2 separate regions of the Ovis aries genome follow, and region 1 is linked to region 2. A link is a contact called in public Hi-C data. All regions are on one chromosome and are shown on one strand. Each heading gives the region's core, a stretch centred on a gene start, on an enhancer-like site or on the middle of the called end of the contact. The rest is flanking DNA. Distances are from core to core; before and after follow the strand shown.

Region 1 (5,007 bases), core at 438-2,937, 77 kb before region 2:
GAGTCCCCGCCCCTCTGCTGAGCGGCAGAGTCCAGGCCGCTGACTCCTGTTCCAGGCTCAGCCAGGGCCATGGTCAGCAGGCCGAATGAAGCCTCACCTGGATGGAGGGAGCACCCCAGGACATCCCCTCCCACCCGTCAGCTGCCCTTTCCTCCTCGAAACTGCCAAAGGGCTGGGCAGTGACTTGGCACCGGACTGGGTGTGTAGCCACTGATCAGGGCTCTCCGCCCCAAGGAGTGGTGGGGAGGAACCCCACCCCCAGCAATCAGCTGTCGGCCTCGTCATCCCCTAGGCTCCCGATGACTGCTGTCATCAGGCGTTGGGTGGCAAGGCTGGGAGGCAGGTGGGGCCAGACTAGGGGTGGAGGGAGCTAAGAGTCAGGCAGAGGTGTTTGGCCCTGGTTGCTACGGGGATAATCACTCTAATGACACTCTTGATGTGTGTGTGTCATGCTTTAGAGTTTCACTGAACGTTTCCTAATAGTAACAGCGCCCATCAATGGACTGCCAACCGTGTGGAGGCCCTTCTGTCCCCTAGCAGGTTGGGAGTGTTAGCCCCATTGTACAGATGGGGCACTTGAGGCCCAAAGAGGTTTAAGTTCTTGTCTAAGATCCACAGCCAGCACGAGGCAGGGCTGTAAGTGGAACCCGGTTCTGACTGCAGAGCCAGGCTTTCTTTCTCCCAGCATCATACCTCGTATGCATTACTTCCTCTAGTGCTCAGACTGTGAGCTGGGCAGAGTGAGGGATCGGATTCCCCCATTCTGCAGATCTGGGAACTGAAACTCAGAGAGAGGCAATGGCTTGTGTCAGGCTAGCACGCTCCTGAGCCGAGATTTCAACCCACGTCCCCTGACGTTAAACCCAGCCTCACTCTCACTCTGTGCTGCTTCTGCCAGAGGGAGATTTAGTCACTGGCCAGAGTCTGCCCTGCTGCCAGGGAATTTCCCCAAATCTCAGACATTGCCGGGCCCAGGATGGTGCTGTTTTCTCGGGGGTTGTTTTGGATGAAGAGGTGGCCCGGGGTCACAGTTGGCCTGACCAGCGTACTATTGGCTGTTTTACAGTTTTCTGTGGCTGCTGTTCACCACCAGCTTGTGGGTGACGCAGCCGTTTGAGGCCCCAGCCGTCCCAGGCCCAGAGTCCTCCAGCACCCTGCTCAGCGGGTCACTGCCCTGCAGACCCCAGGTCCTTGGCCTGAGGCGGAAGTCCTTCCTTCAAATGTAATTGCCAGGCAGGCTCTCCCGCCCCCCGGCCGAGCCCTGAGCCCCTCAGTGGCAGGGACGGAGGCCCACCCACCTCTGTCCTCTAGATGGGAGTCCTGCCCCAGGCTGGAACCTAGCCGTGGCTCAGGATGTTATGTCCAGTTGACTGGCTGGACAAACAGGGAAAAGGAAGGCAGGTGAAGGCGAGGGAGAGACAAAGAAAGGAAGGTGGGCCGACTCAAAAGAGTAAACCGAAGACATAGATGAAGGAACAACAGTTGCTTGGCTGAATGAATTCAGAACATGACCTGAGCGTGAGGTCAGCAGACAGGTGACTACCCTCGGGCCCCCATCTGCTCCAAGGACCCCCCATGGCCCTGGCCCATCTGCCCCATTTTCTGACGGTCCACCCCCATCCTCAGTGAGGCCGGAAACTCCCTGCTGTCGGGGCCGAGTCTCTGCTGCCCTCGTGTGGCCACTTTGCTCCCTGCACCGTCAATACGCAGGGCTACGGCCTCTACTTGGTGTTCCTGGCTTGCGGTGTGGGGCGTTCATGGTGCGGGGGGAGGCACCTGGAGTGGGTGCCAGAGGAGGTGGAATTTCAGAAGCCTGGTCCTGCGTCCTGCCCTTTGGGATGTCTTGGCAGGGGACACAGACGCTTTGCTCTTCAAACCTCCCAGTGTACCCCCCCCCCACTCCTTTTCATCCCAAACACCAGATCTCAGAGCTCCAGAAGCCCTCTACCCAAAGCCTTGGCCTCACGTTTGCTGAGCACCCACTGTGTGCCAGACACTTGACATGTGGCATTTCATGAGCTTCCTATGTGGCTCAGCTGAGAAAGAATCCTCCTGCAGTGCAGGAGACCGGGATTTGATCCCTGGGTTGGGAAGATCCCCTGGAGAAGGGAAAGGCTACCCACTCCAGTATTCTGGCCTGGAGAATTCCTATGAAGTGTGTTTAATTCCTAGCCTTCTTTGATGAATGAGGAAACTGAGGTCCAAAGGGGACAGATAATTTGCCCAAGATCCCACAACTGGTATGTAGGGGTGCGGGTGCCTTCAGAGACCTTCTTGACCAATATGCCCATTCTTCAGATAGGGAAATTGAGGCTCTTGAGGGGAAGGAATTTGTCTCACAACAAGTAAGCCGCAGACTCAGTCTGTGGCATGTGGAACCCAGAAGGGCTTCTTGTCCCAAGTTTCCTTCTGTCTGGCCTCCCCAGACCCACGCAATTCTGGTCGCCATTTAACTGGAGCTCAGGGCTGGAGGCACAGGCCTCTCATCCCTGCTTCGCTATTACTGATTCCTCTGGCTGGGACGGGATGGTTGATAGTGCGGTGGGAGGGGGTGGAGAGTGAGGCAGCCCTGTGGCCCAGCCCGAGTGTCCATTTGGTTTTTTGGTCTGTCCCTTCAGGTGTCTGCAGGCGTAGGCGACAAGGCGGAGAGAGGAAGGGAGGGTCTGAGCCGCTGTCACCCGTGGCTGCTGCCGTGGCTCCTCCCGCCCCTCCCACGTGCAGGCCTGGCCCCCCACTGCCGCCGTCAGGACAGTGACCTCCACACCTGGCCTCTTGGGTGGGGCTCGCCCTATTCCCGAGGGCTCCGACAGAGGGGGCTTGGCACCCTTGAGGCCTGGGGCTGGAGGAGCAGGGAAAGGTGGGGTAGAAGGGGAGGAAGGGGCGGGAAGAGATGGGAGGACCGTGGTTTGGGCCCTGCTGAATGACCCTAAAACCTAGAAGCGGCGGGGCTGCTCCTCACTGACCGAGAGTGGGGCTCACTGACGTTCCTCGTCATGACTCCCAAAGCTGCTTAGGGTGCCATCTGCCCCAGGTCTCCCTCCCTCTGCCCCGCTCCCGCCCAGGACCTCACTGCCAGCCGGTCAAGGACGTTCAGACTCACCCTGGACAGGAAGCCTCCCCATCTCAGCCCCACCTGGCCTTTCCAGCCCCAGCTAGCCGTCTGGCTCCCCAGACGCCTGCGCAGGTGGTTTCCCTGCCATGAGGCTCTCTCCCTCCTCCACGTACTCAGTCCTTCCCACTCTGCCGTCTCCTCCAGGAAGTCTTCCCTGATTTCACTCTTTCTGGGCTCCTGCAGGGCCTCTTTCACTGGTTACCACTGTCTACTGGGCATAGGGGGACGGGGGGGCGCAGGAATTCTACAGAAGCTCTTCACTTAGGCCCTGAGGTGGGCAGGCCTCCTGGGAACCCTCCCCCCATGCCCCCCTTCTGCTCCCTGGCTCAGATTCTCCTTCTCCCATGTTTGCTGTGATCTTCCAGGACAGGAGAGGGGAAAACCAGAGCAGCCTGGGATCCGGAGGGGCATCTCTGCTGTCCCTCAACCCCGCCCTCGAGAAACTGGGGAAGGAGGCAGTGTAGTTTAGTAGTTGAGTCCTAAGCTCAAGAGCCAGAAAGCTTGAGCTCGAACCCCAGCTCTGAGATGCTCTGGCTGTGTGACCTTGGGCTAGTTACCTAACCTCTCTGAGTTTCAGTTTCCACATCTGCCAAAAAAAAAAAAGCAGCAGACTGGAACAGTACCTGCCTCTTAAGTCTGCAGGGTTGCAAGCCAGGCACCAGCGCTCATGAACGCACCCGGCTCATCTCCCCTCCAAGCCCTTCCTCTGGTTCCCTTCTCCCCATTCTCCTTGAGTTGGCTCTTAGCAAGGCTGATAAGTTGACCAAGGTTTTTCCACTCCTGCCCTTTTCCACATGTTGTTTCTACTACCAGGAAGGCTCTTTAGGTCTTATCCACCTTTGTTTGGCCTTATCTCTCTTGCCAGGTGGTGCTGGTGGTAAAGAAGAACTCGCCGCCCAGTGCAGGAGACATAAGAGATGCAGGTTCGATCCCTGGGTCGGGAAGATCCTCTGGAGAAGAAAATGGCAACCCACTCCAGTATCCTTGTCTGGAGAATCCCGTGGACAGAGGAGCCTGGCAGGCTACAGTCCATGGGGTCTCAAAGAGTCAGACATGACTGAGTGACTTGTCCCTCTTACCCTGAGGGACTTGTGCTTTCTGGCTTGATCTTGCTGAGACAGCTTAGCGACACTCCTCAGTGGCCTTCCTTGAGACTCCTAACAGCCATTCTCCCAGCCAGGTGGCCAGGCGGGGCCCCTTCTCAGAGCCTCCCTGCCAGTCTGAGGGCATTGGTCCTGGGGATGGTCTCCCCATGGGGGCGCCTCCTGCCCCTCTGGTGTCCAAGCAGCAGGGGAAGGCGTGCTCACAGCAACCCTCACGGAGGCCCGAGTGCCTGATTTCCGGAGACAAAGGTGATTTGGGGCAAGTGGGGCTCCCTGGCAGCCCCCTTCTTCCTGCCCCAGCTTTATTTTGGTTCTAGAATCGTTCCAGTCAACATACTTGGTCCCCACCATGCCCATCCAGGTGCAGAGTCAGCATTTCATGCAGTTAGGGAGGGGGCGGAGGGAGTCCAGAAGGGGGCGTACACAACACCGCCTGCAAGGCAGAGCCACTGGGCTGAAAAGAGTGGAAGGTCTCCCAGGCTGCAGGGGCTGGCCAGCTGCATGTCCCCCGACCCTGGGCTGGCCTGGGGCGCGTAGACCTCCACCCAGTGGACAGCCTGGCCTCAGGGCTGGGCCACAGCCGCGTCAGGTGGGGAGAGCCGCCATCTGGCCTCCAGTCCCATGACCATCCCGGGACCCCCCGACCTCACTGGGGGCCCCCCGACCTACCTGGGTGAGCCTGGGTCTCCAGAGGCAACCAGCCGGAGAACCCACCTCTCACCCGAGGGTGGACCTGCAGGGCATGTTGCCGTGTCTCCTCCCCACCCCCATCCTATCCCCCTCAGGGCGAGA
Region 2 (4,967 bases), core at 846-3,345:
AAGAGCTTTACTTAAATGCTTCTTACTGGGCCCATTGGCTAAGGTCTGAGCATGTCCTCTGTACCAGGCGGGGTGCCAGCTCTTGGAGCATGTATGGCCTCCTCAGCAACCCTCCGACCTGGTGGAGGTGTCACTTCCATTTCACGGAGGAGGAGACAAGCCTTGAGTGGTCCTGGGAGTGGGTGGCCAAGCAGTGGAGCCCAGGCAGTTGGACGGCAGAGTGCGGGTGCTCTCAGCCCTGTGTGGCCTGGTGTTCCCCCCAACCCCGCCCGCCCCCAGGTACCCCTCCCTGAGATCAGGGGGCGGGCCTGGGGAGGTGCGGAGCCACAGCAGGTCTGCTCTGGGTTCTAAGTGTGTGCTCCTGTCTCTCCTGGGTTCTCTGGGGAGCACTTGGAGAGAAATGGGGTAACACTGTCTTCTTCTTTTATTTAGATAGTGCCTACCTCCCGAGAGCCGACAAAACACTGAGGGTAAGTCCTGTGCCTGGATCCAGGTCAGTGGGATATGCGTGGGTCGTCTCCAGGAGCAGCTGCTGTAGATTTTAGCAGCCCTGGTGTGTCAGTGATCAAGCTCAATCAATAAAAAAGGCCAAGCAGTCCGATTTTTGGAAACTATAAGCAGTCTTTGTCTGTTCCCAGCGCTCTTGGTTTTCACAAGACCGTGGTGTCGCTCCCTGCTGGCCCCAGTTGGCAGCTAGCCCGCCTCAGCAGGAGGCCCAACTTTGGAAGGGTGTGGCTTGGGAGGCCTGTCAGGGGGAAAGGGGTGTGGCTCCTCAGGACCTCAGGAAGGCCCCCTGTAGGGCCAGGCAGCCTCTGAGGAGACCCCTTCCAGTCCGTGTGGAGGGCAGGCAGCTGAGCGGAGGGACCTGGGGAGGCTGCAACCTAGCACAGGGGGTGGCTCTGTCTGTTGGCTGAAACAGCACCGGATGCGTGTCCCCAAAATGATGCAGGCAGGGGCAGTAGACTTGCCCCTCTTCCCCCGGTGGCCCTCCATGTGGCAGCATGGCCCTGGACAGCCTCCTGCTCTTGAGGTTGCCCCTCCCGCAGGAAACGCCACTGATTGCACCGACCCTGGCTCCTCTCCTCAGCCTGAATTCCGCGGGGGCGCCCCTGATGGTCTGAGAGGGCGCCCTGGCCGGGCATGGTCCTGGCTCCGTGCAGCCGCCTGCCTGCATTCAGACGCTGATATGCCTCCCCGCTCCACCCAGAGCCCGGCCAGCCGCTGCCCCTGTTTCACAGCCAGGTTCCTGGCTCAGGGACCGCATTGCCCAGAGCTCAGGCCAGTGCTCAGCGCGGGGATTCCTTAGCCCGGGGATTTTTCTCAGATGACCCTTCAAGACCCATGAGCTGTTCTCCATCCTGAGATTTTCCCATGTCCTCACATGTCCTAGGTTGTGGGCCAGCACAGTGGCTGTTTTTCACCCTGAGATGGCATTTGCTTGGGAAAGCTGGCCGAGCGTACAGGCAGACGGTATGAGTGGAAATGCCCCTGGGCCTTTGACAGACTCCACCCTCCACAAACTTCCACTGGCCTATCCTCTCTGCTCTCAGCCTCCCGTCTTGGCTGACAGAGTTGAATGTTGCCACTCTTACTGGCATCCCTGTGAGGAGAAGAGGGGCAGTTGGGTGACGGTCCCAAACCACCTCCCTTCTGAAACTGAGAAACTGGGGCCCCGAGGAAGCTAATGAGCAAAATCCAAGATTCTGACCCCTTTCCTCCCCTTCCCAACCCCTACCAGAGTGTCATGTTTTATCATGTGTCTTCCCCAAATCCATCCGTTGGAGAGGAAAGTTAGTCGCCAGGAAGGGCCTTCTTCTCCCTGATCATCTGATTTGTTCAAGCTTGCTTGGCTTCTCAGTTCCTGCATCCTTCCTGAGTCCCCAGAGCTTTGCTTAGTTACCGTAACTAAGACTCTGCCACTGAAGCTTCCTGCCCTCCCCTGTCCTCCTCTCCATCTCCTTGGTGATCCTGGAGGAAGGTGGATGTAGCTTTTTTTTTTTTTTTTTAATGCCAGAAGGCATAATTCCTGGTCATCTCAACTTGCCACATTGCTGCCATTCCTCACCCACTCATCCTGATTTGCCGGCAGGCCAGGGGGAGGGTGGGGCTGCTTCAAGTACATTTCCACCAGCTGTGTGTTGCAGTGGGGCCAGATGCCACATGCCGCAGCTCCTCTCCTTATTGACATCCTGGCTGAAAATTCCTGACAGCCTGGGGAAAATTCCACGGTCTGGCTGTGCTGAGTCATGGTTTGTCTCGGAGGAGGTGTACGTCACCTTTGCAACGCCTGTCACTGGTCAGCCCAGGGTCTGGCTGCAGTTACTACAGACTGCGATCTGTGTTGCTAATCTTTTCGATTTGCCCATCACTGTATGCTTCTCTGAGTGCTTTTTCTAACGTGCTGTTTTACCAATGCAAAATTTATTAATCTCAAATCATTCATAACAAGTAGATTCTCTATCCTGGAAAACATTCCTCTCATGAATGAGGAAACTGAGGTTTGGAGAGACTAAGTGACTTGTTGAGTTTTGGGGTGAGATTTTTTTTATCCCCTTACCCTGGATTTCTGTGTAATGCAAAGATTTTTCAGAAGTAACTTTGGTTGAAAAATTGAGTTTCAGTTTGTTTAAGTCACAGACTCAAAAATCTCATTCTTCCTTTAAGGGCCAGTCTTTTACATCTAACTTTTAAGTGTAGCCTACAAATCTTTCTGTTCTATTTGTGATTCTAGGAAATGTTCACAATCATTTTAATGATTAACACTTTAACATTTTAATGATTAATCATTTGGATTAACACTTGATCCATTTGCAATCTTAACTCATATGAAGATTTTAAATTGAGTTTATGAATTATATTCAGCTTCCTTCAGTTACTGCAGTTTTCTGATTAACAAAATCTTCCGTAGTCCTGTAAATCTAATAAACCGACTCTTAAATTTTCTTATACATTCCTATACTGTTTTATCTTCTCTTTTTTACACAGCTTGATCAAGATATTTTTAACATAAAAATTGCACGTATTTGAAGTGTACGATTTATATTTTGACATATGCATACTCTTGTGAAATCATGAGCACAGTTAAGATAGTGATTGTCCAAAAGTGTCCCTTGGTTATCCCTCCCACTCACTCTTCTCTGCTTCCCCCATCTCCAAGTAATCACTAACTGCTTTCTGTTATTATAAGTTAGTTGGCACTTTCTGGAATATTATGTAAGTGAACTCGTATCGTATATATTCCTTTTTTGTCTGGCTTCATTCACTCAGCAGAATTATTTTGAGGTTTGCCCGTGTTGCATGTATCAACAGTTCTTTCAATGGCTGAGTAATATCCCGTTAGTGGATAGCCCACGATTTGTCTGTTCACCTGTTGTTGGTCATTTAAGTTGTTTCCAGTTTTTGGCAATTTTAAATAAAGCTGCTCTGACCCGCTGTGTACAAGTCTTTGTATGGTCATATACTTCCTTTCTCTTGGGCACAGGCATAGGAGTGAAGTGGCTGTATGGTAAGTGTGTGTTTAACTTAAACTGCTGAGCCATTTTCCAAAGTGCTTGTGTCATTTTACATTCCTACCTGCAGCGAGTGAGCTGGTCCCTCCATCCTCACCAACTCTGGAGATGGTCAGTGTTTTTCATTTTAGCCATTTTAAAAGGTATGTAGTAGTATCTCATGGTGGTTTCAATTTGAATTTCTCTGGTGACTAATGATGTTGAGCATCTTTTCATATGCTTACTTGTCATCTGTTAATACTGATTTTAAACAGTAAAATTCCAACTTAAGAGAGGAAAATGTGCTACGCTACAGGGCAGGGCATTAAGTGGCAGAGGATAGTTGAAACCTAAGCCTTAAAAACAGACATTTGACATGGCAATTTCAGCTCTAAAAATGTCAGCTAAGGTATAATGGGACACGTACACAAACATACTTGGCTGTTTGGACCAGCATTTTTATGGCAAAAAGAAATGTGAAACCGGTACTTCCCTGGTGGTCCAGTGGTTAAGATACTACACTTCCAATGCAGGGGTTGCAGGTTCAAACCCTGGTTGGGGAATGAAGATCCAACCTGCCATGCAGCCAAAAAAAAAAAAATTCTTTAAGGGCTTCCCTGGTGGCTCAGAGATCAAGAATCTGCCTGCAGGTGACAAGGGACACCAGTTCAATCCCTGGTCTGGGAAGACTCCACATGCTATGGAGCAGTTAAGCCTGTGTGCCACAGCCATGGAGCCTGCCCCAGTGAGAAGCCCACCCACTGCTCCCACTAGGGAGCAGCCCTTGCCCTGCACAACTAGAGAAAGCCCGGGTGCAGCAATGGAGACCCAGCGCAGCCCATGGATGAAGGAAATAAGTAACTCTTTTAAAAAAAGTGAAGCCACTAAAATGTACATGAGAAAAGGATTGCAACATATGTAATCTTTTATTGCCTCATACAGTGCAGCTTTAAAAATAGCCCACATACCTTATCAAACTGTGGCTCTGATCTGTTCCCACAGAACGAGAGCCATGACGCTTTTACTCGAGAAAGGTAAAACAAGGTGTAAAGCACCTTAATTTTGGTTATCTGGGAATGCTAACACCTCATTTGTTCTTTGGAAATGTTATTCCAGTTTTTTTTTTCTGGATGCTGGGATTATAAAATTGTGTGTTTAAAAAATTTTGCTGTGTCTTTTAAATCAGAGTTTTGAAAAATTTAGAGCAGTGTGGCATTTATAACACTATTTGGAGGTTAAGGTCAAGTACAGAGTATTTAAGTATCAGCATTCTTTTACCCCATGTATATTTCACAAAATTGTTTAGGGGGATGAAAACCTCTTTTTAAATGCCATGTGAGATTTAGATTCCTGCAGAATGGTGTAATAAGGACTTCTGAAGGATACTCCTCTGTATAAGAAAAGAAAACTGGCAAAAACAACTTGTTCAGAAGTCTGTAAATTAACCAAAGGCTTGCAGCAACCCTAGGTGCGTTTATT

Evidence for each region. Hi-C and Micro-C count contacts between places; a contact is called where the count stands out from the background.
Region 1: a contact with region 2 is called in a Hi-C map of liver, with 2.8 times the contacts expected there. The contact joins two enhancer-like sites. A contact is called at or near these places in 3 of 16 Hi-C or Micro-C datasets (liver, skin fibroblasts and tail adipose tissue).

What each region holds. Positions count from the first base shown.
Region 1 is chr21:41,441,036-41,446,042 of ARS-UI_Ramb_v3.0, reverse strand. SYT12 (synaptotagmin 12) reads right to left here. Exons shown (of 8, transcript XM_027959601.3): 8 at 4,465-5,007. Among named protein-coding and RNA genes, the nearest start is that of RHOD, 4.4 kb to the left of the region's middle. Within about 2 kb of position 1,687, at least 6 of the 54 cell types and tissues checked have an H3K27ac peak or open chromatin away from gene starts, as enhancers often do. A contact at or near this core is called in liver, where this site is marked.
Region 2 is chr21:41,364,754-41,369,720 of ARS-UI_Ramb_v3.0, reverse strand. All of the region lies in intron 2 of PC (pyruvate carboxylase), which reads left to right. Among named protein-coding and RNA genes, the nearest start is that of PC, 6.7 kb to the left of the region's middle. Within about 2 kb of position 2,095, at least 22 of the 54 cell types and tissues checked have an H3K27ac peak or open chromatin away from gene starts, as enhancers often do. A contact at or near this core is called in liver, where this site is marked.